3 separate regions of the Zea mays genome follow, and regions 2 and 3 are each linked to region 1. Evidence: chromatin contacts called from public Hi-C data. All regions are on one chromosome and are shown on one strand. Each heading gives the region's core, a stretch centred on a gene start, on an enhancer-like site or on the middle of the called end of the contact. The rest is flanking DNA. Distances are from core to core; before and after follow the strand shown. Region 1 holds the start of LOC100283031. Region 2 holds the start of LOC542021 (maize 20S proteasome alpha subunit). Region 3 has its middle 51 kb from the start of LOC103631797.

Evidence for each region. Hi-C and Micro-C count contacts between places; a contact is called where the count stands out from the background.
Region 2: a Hi-C map of ear shows a contact between it and region 1, with 3 times the contacts expected there. The contact joins the promoter of LOC542021 here to the promoter of LOC100283031 in region 1. A contact is called at or near these places in 2 of 25 Hi-C or Micro-C datasets (ear and tassel).
Region 3: a contact with region 1 is called in a Hi-C map of ear, with 2.8 times the contacts expected there. The contact joins the enhancer-like site here to the promoter of LOC100283031 in region 1. A contact is called at or near these places in 2 of 25 Hi-C or Micro-C datasets (ear and tassel).

Annotation. Positions count from the first base shown.
Region 1 is chr1:17,079,768-17,084,499 of Zm-B73-REFERENCE-NAM-5.0, reverse strand. It overlaps LOC100283031, which reads right to left and starts at 2,705. Exons shown (of 2, transcript NM_001155933.2): 1 at 2,207-2,705; 2 at 1-817. The coding sequence starts at 2,620.
Region 2 is chr1:16,873,837-16,878,819 of Zm-B73-REFERENCE-NAM-5.0, reverse strand. It overlaps LOC542021 (maize 20S proteasome alpha subunit), which reads left to right and starts at 3,596. Exons shown (of 8, transcript NM_001111668.2): 1 at 3,596-3,748; 2 at 3,854-3,948; 3 at 4,102-4,183. The coding sequence starts at 3,673.
Region 3 is chr1:17,325,697-17,330,061 of Zm-B73-REFERENCE-NAM-5.0, reverse strand. No RefSeq gene overlaps it. Among protein-coding and RNA genes, the nearest start is that of LOC103631797, 51 kb to the right of the region's middle. Within about 2 kb of position 1,356, at least 19 of the 20 cell types and tissues checked have an H3K27ac peak or open chromatin away from gene starts, as enhancers often do. A contact at or near this core is called in ear and tassel, where this site is marked.

The DNA of each region.
Region 1 (4,732 bases), core at 1,456-3,955:
AGGCCTTGGACGGGAACAGGTGGCGGAACAGCACGCCCGCGAAGAAGAGCAGCTGCTCGGAGAAGGGCAGCACCAGGGGCCCCAGCGTGGTGATGTTGGTCTTGAGCGCGTGGCCGCCCACCTCCAGCAGGTCGCGGCTGATGGACAGGCCCTTGATCCGCTGCTCGTCCTCCTCCTGGTACACGGAGCGGAAGGCGCGGTCGTCCGCGCCCTTGTGCGTGCGCACCACGTGCTCCAGCTGGTACTTGGCGCGGTGGAAGTCGCGGCGCCGGTTGGACAGCAGCACCGCCGCGCAGCCGGCCCGGAAGAAGGCGTTCGGGATGAGCATGGAGCGCCGCTTCCCGGGGTACCACGTGAAGGAGACGGCCTCCGTGCTGACCACCACGGCCAGGCCAGCGCCGCTGGCCTGGAGCATGTCGCGGGCCAGGTCGATGGCGATGACGCCCGCGCTGCAGCCCATGCCCCCCAGGTTGTAGCTCAGGATGTTGCCGCGCATCTTGTAGTGGTTGACGATCATGGCGGACAGGGAGGGCGTCGGGTTGAAGAGGCTGCAGTTGACCACCAGCACGCCCACGTCCTTGGGCCGGACGCGGCACTTGTCGAACAGCTCGTCCAGCGCCGCGAACATGGCCGTGGACGCCTCGGCGCGGCCCTCCTTCATGGTGGCGCAGCTGGCGTTGGGCTCGAACACGCAGCGCGGCATGTACGACTCGTCGCCGATGCCGGACTTGGCCAGCAGACGCGACTGGAACGCCAGGCTGTCCTCGTCGAACTTGCCGGACTTGCGCGCCAGGTCGATGAACTCCGCCTTGGACACCTGCGTGCAGTGCACGTGCACACACCAGCATCGCGTCACATCAGAATCGCATGATTACATATAGTACTGCATCATCGTCTGCAGCTGCTGATCCATCCATGCATTCTGTTCCCAACCAAAACACAATCTCTTCTTCCCTGTACGTGTTCCGAGGCTGCGAGAAGCAGCAAGCACAACCACATCATCAGGCTACACCCTTTGGAACACACGGCTCATTGATTGCTGGGCCGATGGACCGAGCGCCCAACCGTTTGTGATGGGTGTGGTGACCTGTGACCTCAACCCAACGGAAACCGTTTTCTATCATATCGTACCGTACCTGCCCCGGCCGGCCCATTCATAGCTGTGGGCCCAGAGGCCCAACGCTCATCTAATGCATGGGATGAGAGCCTGCAAACTTAGCGCTGACTTCTAAAAAGTCTTTCAGGCACATTACATGCTGATAATGACCGATTATGTTGATGGATCGGGAGGTTGGAAGGATTTTAGATTCATCAGAGAGTAGGGTTTTTCGGGCATGTGGATGTGCTCTGTCGGTGTAGTGTTTATATGGATGCCACTGTCTGCAACATTTATGGGCCTTCAAGTGGTGGCAGCTGGCCAATGCTGTGACCATATTAAAGGCCCAGCACGGCCCTGCAATGGTACTCTACCAGTGCAGGTACGGGTATAGAGCGTGTAGATTGTACGTCCACCGATGTGACAGGCCACATCACATGGCTGCTAGCTGTGTATAAATGAGTTCATATACCCATGTTTTAATTCACCCTTCCACTGCTACCCCTTTCTTATTACCCATCTTTGTATGTCCCTGCAACTTTGCCTAGTATTTTATTTGTCATTCTAAATATTTCAATACCTTCTATATCATTAGGATGCAGTTTTTCACCCTTCAAACAGGAGTGTTAGTGATATAGAAAGGATTGCGACATACAATCTTATTTTACTTTTCTATACCAGTTTTGATGGCATGGAAGAACATACATCTATCCCAGGAAGGTAGATCAGATGTGACATGCCTTCCTTGTACATGCATGTACTTGCGTGTGAGCGCCATGACTATCAAATGTGTGGCAAAGTAAGCAGTAGCAGTAGGAGGCTAGGAGCTTATAATTTATACTTCCTTCGTTTCTTTTTAATTGTCGCTGGATAGTTCAATTTTGCACTATCCAGCGACAACTAAAATGAAACGGAGAGAATATATAAACAATCAAAGAAAGTAAGTCAGGCTAAGGAAGAAATTAAATAGGCCTGAAGCATGTTTAGTTATTACTACATCTAGCTAGCAGCATATGACTATATAAATATATTGCACGCAAATCATATGTAGCTAAGCTAGTGATGGACAGGAGTAGTACGCATGCTGTATCTATGCATGCACGCACGCACCTTGAGCTCGTCGGCCGGCTTGTAGCATGCGAAGTCGATGAGGTACACGGGCCTGGGCCTGGACATGATGTAGACGGAGATGGTGAAGGCGAGGACGGCGAGGAAGGCGAGCACGGTGGCGAGGTCGTAGGTGGCCTCCCCCCACACCTTGCGCCACAGCTCGTCGCGGCTGAGGCTGCCCAGCTCGGCGCCGCACACCAGCACGATGACGGGGATGGTGGCCAGGTACACGCCGTGGCTGATGAGGTAGTGGTACCCGAGGCGCACGTACTTGAGGTTCACCGACTGCAGGAAGTCCGGCAGGCGGCGGCGCACGCGCACCGAGAAGGCCGGCGAGCCGGCGTCCGGGCCCGACGGCTCCACGCCGCGGTTCACGATCTCCGTCGACAGCAGCGCCTGCTCCTCCCGCGCCATGATGGCCGAGCGATCGATCGATCTATCGACCGACCGAAGCTAGCTCGCGCGCGCTGCTGCTGCAGCTGGTATGGATCCGGGGCAGTGGTGGTGGTAGTGAGAGGTGAGGGGAGTGGAAAGGGTCCAGCTAGTATTATTGATATATAGCAGTACTGCTAGCAGGAGAAGAGGAGCGTGCAGCTGGGTAGGGGAGGAGATGGCGGGTGGGTGGGCGGCAGTTAATGCCATTAGAGAGCAGGGCAGATGGGCAGGGACGGACTGATCTGATCATCTGATGGAGGGGGGGAAGCGGGAGGCGGGAGCTCCCGCCCGGCTGCTGCTATTGTTGCCACAGTCCCAAACTCCCAATCCCACCCAGGCACCCACGCAGACAGGAAATGACAGCCGCAGCTGCTGCTGGCTGGACCGCTCGTCTTCATGCCTTTGCCTTCCTCCATGCATGTAGAGTATCTTTATTTTATGTGGGACTGACATGTTGTCCCCGATGAACGGCAATAGGTTTTTTTTGCATGTTCGCCGACTGTCTGATCAAGGTACGTACTGATATGCATGTGGCCATGTGGGTTTAGGATTTAATCCGAAACGAATTGTTTTTTATCTATAAATTGCAGTTACATATTCCAACAATTGATTTTAATACGAACCGAGTGATTGCCAGGCACACGCATCCAACCCCAGGCGGACGACTGGCATTGCTGCCTGGGCCGAGCAACGTTTTGCGGCCATCAACTAAAACAAGTCTTAGACTATATACAACAGCTTACACATATATACTTATATTCAAACACCACTCTACGAACTATACAGTCTACAGTACAAAATAATGTAATACAGTGCTTATATGGATAAACTTTGGTTGAGCTGCTGGAGTCGGCCTTAACTGCATGGTCTTCCACTCTTTGTTGTGTGTGAACGTGCAGGGCCGATATCAAGGGGCTGGTGGCTCCAGACCCCATACATCCATAAAACTCTATTTGATAAAGAGGTAGAGGTTAGAAGATAAGGAACGGGGAAAAATAATACAGAGAAATAAGCACCCATTCTATTAGAGAAAAATGACAAGAAAGGAGAAGGGAGAAAAATGAGCCTTCCTACCGGCTTGTGTTGCCTCCATCACTAATGACTAATGTTTTTTTTTGAAATATAGGATTGGTAAAATATAGGAATAGAAAAAATGTAGGACTGTCCTAAAATAAATGCATCTAAGATTACTTAACTCTATTTATTATTTTTCATTTTCTCTATTTTTAAAGTCACAACAAGAATCCAAAAAAAAACCTGCTGGCAACGGTAACTAAGCTGACGAGAGTTATTTAATCTTCGTCGTCTGACATCCTATCTGAATTCCTATTGTCAGTGTAATGATTGTCTCAAAACAACTTTTATACTATAAATTCTAACCTTGTTTTTTTTAAAAAAAAATCTAGAGGTGCATTAATTACTTGTTGGAGAACATACTTGTTGTCATTTTATTGTCTCTTGTTTTTTCAAATACTATACAGTATGAAGACAGTCTCGCCCAACTTTGCATGTTGTATCCCTCTATCCCCAGATCGTATACTATGCTTGGAGATAATCAGAAGCCCCAAACCACAAGTGCACATCCGCGTGGACATAGGATGTATTTAGTTAAACGTACAGGAAGGGATCGAAGTAGTGACCATATTTTCTATGATGTTTAGATGAGAATCGCGCGGGGAGCAAGATAAATACCGAAGCAATTTTTTTTAGCGACGTGATTAAAAAATCGAGTGTCTCCACCTTAGACCTTAAATCAAACACCGCGAGGGGGGTAAATGCCGGTGGAGACGAGACGGTGCTTGCAACAGCGCATCATGCTGCCTCTAGCGCCTGCACCTAACCTCTCGAGGGTGAAATGAATTGGCCCTGTCTGTCTGCTAGTCTCAGCCACAGCTGCTGCCCACCTCATTCATTCCGATTCCCTGTGCCGAGGCGGTAGATACAATACAAGAGAGGAGGCTGATTCTATGGTGGCTCAGCAGCCGGATGATGAGCCAAACTGGTTGGGGGGATTTTATCCTAGCATTGTGTTCGAACCCAAAAATGACCGTGCGGACGGTCCGGCCCGGAGGCCGGACGGTCCGCGGTCCG
Region 2 (4,983 bases), core at 2,347-4,846, 210 kb after region 1:
AATAGGGCGAAACTGAAATTTACAAATATAAACACAACTACAAGCCGGGTTAGTGTTAGAAATAAAAACGAGTCTGTGAGAGAGGGTGCAAAACAAATCGCAAGCAAATAAAGAGTGTGACACGCAGATTTGTTTTACCGAGGTTCGGTTCTCGCAACCTACTCCCCGTTGAGGAGGCCACAAAGGCCGGGTCTCTTTCAACCCTTCCCTCTCTCAAACGGTCCCTTGGACCGAGTGAGCTTCTCTTCTCAAATCACTTGGGAATCAAACTTCCTGCAAGGACCACCACACAATTGGTGTCTCTTGCCTCAATTACAAGTGAGTGTTTGATCACAAGAAAGAATCAAGAAAGAAGAAGGCGATCCAAGCGCAAGAGCTCAAATGAACACTACAAATCACTCTCTCTAGTCACTAAAGCTTTGTGTGGAGTTGGGAGAGGATTTGATCTCTTTGGTGTGCTTTGCAATGAATGCTAGCTCTTGTATAGTGGTTGGAAGCTGGAAAACTTGGATGCAATGAATGGTGGGGTGGTTGGGGTATTTATAGCCCCAACCACCAAACATGACCGTTGGTGGAGGCTGTCTGTCGTATGGTGCACCGGACAGTCCGGTGCACACCGGACATGTCCGGTGCGCCAGCCACGTCACCAAAGCCGATGGATTCCGACCGTTGGAGCTTCTGTCTTCTAGGCCCGCCTGGATGTCCGGTGCACACCGGACATGTACTGTTCAATGTCCGGTGCGCCAGTATGGGCGTGCCTGACTTCTGCGCGCTTCTGGCGCGCATTGAATGCGCCTGTAGGTGACCGTTGGCGCGAAGTAGTTGTTGCTCTGCTGGTTCACCGGACAGTCCGGTGAACACCGGACATGTCCGGTGAATTATAGCGGAGCAGCCGCTGCGTTTTCCCGAGGCAGGCGAGTTCCGGAGGCCGCTCTTCCTTGGAGCACCGGACAGTCCGGTGAATTATAGCGGAGTGCCTCTAGAAATTCCCGAAGGTGGCAAGTTTAAGTTGGAGTCCTCTGGTGCACCGGACACTGTCCGGTGTACACCGGACAGTCCGGTGCCCCAGTCCAGAGGTGCCTTCGGTTGTCCCTTTGCTCCTTTGTTGAATCCAATATTTGATCTTTTTATTGGCTAAGTGTGAACCTTTTACACCTGTATAACTTATACACTAGAGCAAACTAGTTAGTCCAATTAGTTGTGTTGGGCAATTCAACCACCAAAATTATTTAGGAACTAGGTGTAAGCCTAATTCCCTTTCATTCACAACAAGCCAATTAAAAGGACCATAGTTGGGTTCAAAATAGAGAGCTAAATGCATCCCGAAAGGCTCCCTGGTCTGGCGCACCGGACTGTCCGGTGCACCGGGGGACTTCACCCAGAACTCTTCAGCCTCGGGATTTTCCTGGAGCCGACGCGTTATAATTCACCGGACTGTCCGGTGTACACCGGACAGTGTCCGGTGTACACCGGATAGTGTCCGGTGCTCCAAGAGGACGCGGCTCTGTAACTTGGCAGCCTCGGGAAATCTCAGCGGCTGCTCCGCTATAATTCACCGGACATGTCCGGTGTACACCGGACTGTCCGGTGCAACTGCGGGGCAACGGCTACTCCGCGCCAACGGTCGCCTGCAACAGCAATTAATGCGCGCCAGAGCGCGCAGGCATCAGGCACGCCCATACTGGCGCACCGGACACTCTACAGTACATGTCCGGTGCGCCACCGGACATCAAGGCGGGCCCAGAAGTCAGAACTCCAACGGTCGAATTGCAACGGCTTTGGTGACGTGGCTGGCGCACCGGACATGTCCGGTGCGCACCGGACTGTCCGGTGCACCATACGACAGATAGCCTCCACCAACGGTCATGTTTGGTGGTTGGGGCTATAAATACCCCAACCACCCCACCATTCATTGCATCCAAGTTTTCCAGCTTACAACCACTATACAAGAGCTAGCATTCATTGCAAAGCACACCAAAAGAGATCAAATCCTCTCCCAACTCCACACAAAGCCTTAGTGACTAGAGAGAGTGATTTGTGGTGTTCATTTGAGCTCTTGCGCTTGGATCGCTTCTTTTCTTTCGCATTCTTTCTTGTGATCAAACACTCACTTGTAATTGAGGCAAGAGACACCAATTGTGTGGTGGTCCTTGCGGGAAGTTTGATTCCCAAGTGATTTGAGAAGAGAAGCTCACTCGGTCCGAGGGACCGTTTGAGAGAGGGAAGGGTTGAAAGAGACCCGGCCTTTGTGGTCTCCTCAACGGGGAGTAGGTTTGCGAGAACCGAACCTCGGTAAAACAAATCCGCGTGTCACACTCTTTATTTGCTTGCGATTTGTTTTGCACCCTCTCTCGCGGACTCGTTTTTATTTCTAACGCTAACCCGACTTGTAGTTGTGTTTATATTTGTAAATTTCAGTTTCGCCCTATTCACCCCCCTCTAGGCGACTATCACAAATGTTACAAATTCACTGAAATGCATCTCGATGTTGTTGGGATGTTCCTTTAATTAAGACTAAAATGTAACAGTGAGACCTGGTCACTAAAAATTTACGACTAGTCAATAATAGATTTAATTTATTTATATTTTATGCTTATGGATTCCTCAAATATTAAAATAGTGTCAGTTTCATTTATTTTGAATGATGTCATCTTATTGAATTGAAAATATCATACTGGGTGTGGTAATATGACCATGAAGGTGACTATATTCAGTTCATCCTTCATTACGAAACAAACAAGAGATTGTGCAGCTCTAACCCACTTTACCCACTTTAACCCTGTAATCAAACAATAAACTAGGTTCAACATGTTACTAAAATCAAACAAGGAACGAGTCCAACCCAACCCAGAAAAATAGGTCGGCTCCGACCCGACACACGTCGTTTCGAAACCAAACACATTTAAAATGATCAACGTTGACTAATTATAATAGACAATGAAAGCTTCTACTAGCAAATAAACACCAAAATGAGTCTGTAAGATTATAATAATTTTAATCTAGGCACCATAATATAAAGTACGATTTTAAAACTAGCCTCATAATTTTCTCGGATAAAAAATTATATGGATTTTCTATGTTCAATCCAAATTTAGGATTTATAATTACATTATTTTTATGTAAAAATATTTTGATATTTTTTGGGAAAATATTTTTATGTTTTTTTGGATAATTTTGAAAAACTGAATTTTGAACTTAGTCCGAGTTACTCCTTTAATATGGCGTATAGCAATAAAACCATCATAAAAAAATATTCGACGTATAAAAACACTGGTTTTAAAATTTTAGGGAGGTAAAAAATTTGTTTCACTTTTTCACAAATTACTCGACGTACAAAAAGAATTGGTTTTAACAGGTATAAAAGTTACTTTTCATTTTTAAGGGTTTCAATAGTTGAGGAGTTGAGGTGGGTAAATTGACCTTTTTAAAAATCACTGGGCTCGCTGGTGCTCCATCCGTTGCGGCCCAATTCCTACCCAACTGGGCTCCTGGGATAGGAGCCACGGTGTCAACACTGGGTCGGACCTGAACGACTCTTCTTGCGGAATAAGAAGAGGAGTCGCGGCGGCGTGTATAGTCAGTCGTGTGCCCGAGCCGAGGTTCCCCAAACACGCACAGCACACGAACACACACCGCGCCCAGCTCCGAGGTGATCTTCCGGCGGCCGGCGAGATGAGCCGTGGCACAGGCGCGGGCTATGACCGCCACATCACCATCTTCTCCCCGGAGGGACGCCTGTACCAAGTCGGTGAGTACCCCCCAAAACCCTAGCCCTTTCTTTCCTCCTCGCCGCTCCTTAGATCTGGAGGGGGGATTTGTACTCCATCTGACCTGTGCCGTTCCGTGTGCGCAGAGTACGCGTTCAAGGCGGTGAAGTCGGCGGGTGTCACGTCGATCGGCGTCCGCGGCGCGGACTCCGTCTGCGTTGTTACGCAGAAGAAAGTCCCGGTGAGTTGCTTGGAGACGCTCGCCTCCATCGATCGGGGCGGCGCGACTGACCCCGATGCGGGGATGCTGCACTGAAAAAGATTGTAGCTTTCTATGTGTTACTTGTTGGATGGCTGTTTTGTGTGGCCTGACCTTAACGTGTTGTGCGTGCAGGATAAGTTGCTGGATCAGACGAGCGTGACACACCTGTTCCCGATCACCAAGTACGTCGGATTGCTTGCCACTGGCCTTACAGGTAGTGTTATTTTGCTTTGGTGCACATCATTGTTCAGTCAGTAGTGATATTATGGTATGGAGAGCTTGTTTTAGATGCCGTAGGCTATGGAAAGTTGCCCCCTCCTCCTCCAGTTTGATTGTGGGTTCTCGGTATCAATTTTGCGATAGATCAGTGAAATTTTACTAGTGGTATTGATGGAACTAAATATAGGACTAGGAAAACATAGTTGTGATTTATAGTGGAGTTTTGCCTATCGTTGATGTTTGTTCGATTGATTGAATTAAGTTGAATCTCTGGTAACTGATTGTCAAAATCTCAACTATTTGGAGCTTCATTCATTATGAATCATCATACAGGTGAACCTTTAACAAAGGAGTTCAAGGCTTTTCAGTTTCAAACTGATAGTTTGAGATTTTGGACAAGAGTTTGATGTGGTTTCGTAATATTCAGTCATGGGCTAATTGAGGAAAGAACGGATGTTGTGCCACAGTTGTTTATTCTTCCTATAGGAATATGACAAAAAATAGTGTCCTTCTAAATCTCAATTGACCTGTTACTGTGTATTTCCATTTAGGGTGCCGATTAATTCACATTGGGCGCTGGTTACCACCTTGCTGTTTTCACATATTGCACTATTTAGGTCCCGTTTGGCACAGCAAAGCTTCACTAGTGCTTTTTTTTTGGGTGGGGGGGGGGGTAGGGAGGGCTTCACGAGCACAGCTTTCTCGGTGAAGCTAAAGCTGTTTCGGAGACCCGTTTGGCAAAACAGCTTTGCATGTATTTTTAGAACATGATCTCACAGAATCCCAGAGAGCCGA
Region 3 (4,365 bases), core at 107-2,606, 250 kb before region 1:
TTGCAACAGTCTTGGTTTTCACAGCAGACACAACAACAACCATTTGTTTTCCCTCAATTTCAGTCGCCGATGCCTCAGTGGCGATTACATGCTCCGCCACCTCCACCTCCACCTCAGGTGCTTCAATTTAGTTAAGACTTGTCGTTTGTATCAACCTTTCAAAACTTTACTAAACTTAATTTTGTAGGGATCCGGGGTCATGGGCCACAACACGCCACCATCGGTCATACCAGCACCAGGAGGAGCTTATGCAGGGGAGGGAGCTACTCCAGGAGAGGTTAGTTTGAGAAACAATTTATTTGAATAGTGGTCATACATGTAACCAATGTCGTTATTAATGTCTTCTTTTTTCTTTAGAATTCAAACCCGTTACACGACTTCGCCAACGAGTTTTTCGCTTCTGGAGGTAGTGGACATAACTCCAACGACCCAGATATGTGATAGAGTTAGCTTTGTGCCGAATTGTGTATTGTAATGGACTATTTGTGGACTTTATGTTTGTATGGACTATTTGTGGATTTTATATTTGTACGGACTCTAATTTTATGTTGTGGACTATTTGTGAATTATGTATTTAATGTTTTTGTATTGTGGATATTGTATGGACTGTCACTTTATGTTGTGATTATATTGTTGATGAATTTGCTGTTATTTTTTGCATTTTTTTTCAATTTTTTTTGCTTTGAAATTGTTAATTTTCGGTGGCCTCTCTGGCCGCCGAAAATAACAAATACTATTTTCGGTATCTGGTAATTTTCGGCGGTTGTCTGATAACCGCCGAAAATAACCTATTTTCGACGGCTAGACCCTGGCCGCCGAAAATATAACCTTATTTTTGGCTAATTTTTTCTGGCGGCCAGGAACCGCCGAAAATAGCTTATTTTCCTCGGTAAAGGCCTTATTTTCGGCGGTTTCTAGCCGCCGAAAATTATTGTAGTTCTTGTAGTGATATATCCATATGTGGGAAGAGAAAAAGAGCAAGCAGGCTGAGAACAGTCTGGAAGCATCGATATGACGCCACCTTATCGCTCGCGGAAGGCGTGGTCAGTCGATGGGTACGTATTAGTTTGGACAGACTGACAGACCCTGGATTTGGTTGTTTGCTGGACGGAACCGGGAGCTGCGGCCTGCGTGTCGTGATCTTGGGGCCCCGGCGATTAGCCGGATTGGCACGCACCGATCGCCGGAGAGTAATTAATTGCCGAGTTGGTCGCAAAAACATTCTTGCTTTTAGTGAGTATATCTTAACCGTGGCAGTGGCACTACGATGCCGGATGGGAATGCGGCTGACCTGGCGAGGATCAGCTGGGCCAATGGTATGGTTGCATTGCATGTCGTCAACGCACGGCTGGCCCAGCTCGGCCGTGCTGATGGCGATCGAGGCAACTTGACAGGTACTCGTACGACCGTGCCCAGCTTCACCTCGTGCTGAATATTTTAAAGTATGCTCTGCTCCTCTGCTCTTGTTGCGGTTGGGTTATTAGGTAGCAGCATTATAGATTCTGCGATCGGCGGCTAACGTTAGTTAAGCTAACGAATGGGCTGTCGAAGCCATCATGTGGACAGCCGCCGTCGACAACGTACATCTAGAATTAGTATGTATATATATGTATAGCCCGGAGCCCCGGACGATTAATGTAGGTAGGGGCCCTGACCTGTAGTGCTCCTCTTCAGCTAGCTCATGTGGACAACTTTCCTGGCAGTGGCAGGTGGTGTGTGACTGGGAATCAGACGCACATCAGGATCGCAATTACTGCTGCGACAGCTGCGTCTGTGTGTACTGTTACACTGCCGGCTACCAGAGTCACCATCGTCCCCCGATGGGTGCATAGATAAATAAATCTGGACCTCACGTAGACGACGACCGCAATCCAGAACACCACAAGGCGAAGCCAGCCTTTGGGCCCTCCCGGTCCAGCCCGCTAAAAGAAAGTGGCGCTAAAAGAAAGAGGCCCAAGCGAGCCGAGGCAGCTCGTTTTCCAGCAGGTCGCGTGCGTTGACAGGCCCGAGACGAGACCCGTGGGGAACTCGCAAAATGGCCCGCGGGAGGCGGCAGAAGCAGAAGCTGCGGACGGACGGACCGCGTCTCCGGCAGTGGGCCGGCCAAGTCGTCGTAGCCGCAGCACATTTCCTGCTCCGACAAGGGCAACCAAGCTTTGAATTCTACGGACACGACGAGTCCTCTGCAACTGCAATCCGCATCGGTCGACGGCGACGGGCCGGGCGTACGCTGCCGGCAGAACGGAGGCTGCATCCTCGCTGCTTCTCTTCTAGTAACAACGTCGACGGCTTGGGTCTTCCTAAACCTGCAGGCTGCGGCAACATCTGCCGCCGTGCCACGGGGTTTTCAGTTTGTCATCAGGGCATGACAGGCCAAGCCCTAATCATGGTAATAAATTTAGAATTCTCACGGTAATAAAGAACATCCTTTAATTTTGTAGACTCTAATCATGACCATTGTTAATAGCATTGGATCTATTTTGTACTTCTATTTTTTTTAAAAAATATGTACTTATGTCATTAGAAAAAAATACATAAAGCATCACTTACTTTGCATCCAACGCTATATTCTAAAGCACTAAGGGTCTGTTTGGTTGGGCTGTGGCTGTCAAAAAAGTTGCTGTGGGCTGTGAGCTGTGGAAAAAGCTGCTGTAGGCTGTGAGCCATTAAAAAGCTAAAAATCGTTTGGTAGAAACCACTAAAAATCGTTAAAAGTTCTTCGATATATGTTTTCATAGTTCCATCCGAAAAGCCACTAAAAGCAGGTACAGGGGTGCTTTCAGATTTGCACTGTGAGAAAGTCAGCTTTTAGAAAAAGCTGCTTCCTGGATCCAGCCCTTTGGTTGGCTTTTGGCTTTTAGGGGGCAAAAGCCAAAATCTAAAAGTCAAACCAAACACACCCTAAAACTAATAGCTAGCAACTAAAATTAGGCGAGAGGTTTAGAACGGGCCAGCTAATAGACCAACTAATTATCAGTTATACTTATACCTCTCAAATAACTATTAGCTGCCGCTCTAATCCAGCTAAAACCAGCTAATACATTATTAGCTGGCTAATAATTAGCTCTATAGGCTTGGAACATGATCTAAGTATAACCACCCTTTGTCATTGTGAAAGATAAACCAAAAGGTTACAATAAAAGTTGGAACCAAAACTATAGATTCATGATGCCGTGGAAATAGATGATGAGCTTTTATAACGTAAGCTTAGGATTCAATTAAAGCATACCACGTGCTATAAAGAAATAAATATCCTAAAAAAATGTAACCTGAGGTCCTAATAGAGTCTCCGTATTAGTCCTCACCACCAAGCTTGCTAGGGAAAAAAAAATCCCTACTTTAACAAAATAGGTAGGGAAAGGTATATGATCAAAGTTGGACGACGTGCCTGACGAAATCAAATTAAACCTAAAGACGACGACGACCGGCCGGATGTATGTATATATCCGTCATCCGTGCATTCTTTAATCTGCAACCTTGTCCATTCTCCGGATGCATAATGGCCTAGTCAATAGGGTTTGAGCGAACGCCGCGCCTTCCTCGTCAAGTTCAGTTGATTTTCAAAAAATAAAGATTATTAACGACGTCCTTCCTTCTTCGATCCGCTTGTTGAATATTAACTTTTGTACTGTATGTACGTGTGACCACAAATATTTTGAATTCCAAGCTCATTAACTTTTCAGCATAGTTAGTTGATATGCAATGCATAGTGCACACGGAGCGCAGAAATAAACTTGTCGGTGACTCGGTGTCTCTGGTTGCAGTGGCGTGGACAACTATTTAAGGGTGAGCTTGGAAACCCTATTTTTTCCCAGGAGATTTTTATTTTTTTTAAAGGAAATTAGTTTATTTTTCTTTGAAAAATAGAAATTTCTTGTGAAAATAAAGTTTTCAAACTTGCCCTAACTATATAAAAATAGTGATGTATTCAATAAACATTGATTGTTTTTTCTCTTTACGTTTGATAAAAACATACAGTCTTTTAAATAAAAGCTAAAATCGGACGCTCATATAATAAATATAATCTACTCCCTCCATCCCATAAAATAAAGCATATATTTATTTGACAAATTCTTTACAGTGAAACTTTGACCTTTAATCTATATCTATACTATACTTAAAGCACCAGTTTCAACGGTCGTCGTGCGTCATTTTTTAACAAATAACCCTCACAGATATTTCAAATTAATCCGTTGCACGTCTATAGATGCCAAACGACGCCCGACACGGGCTAGATGCACGCGGGGCACAATTATGGCACAAACACGTCATGCCGGCCTGCTAACTGTGTCGGGCCAGCCCGTTAGCCCGTCTGTCCATTTAATTAAATCGGCGTAAAATGTTAAAAAATGATGCAGAAGGTGG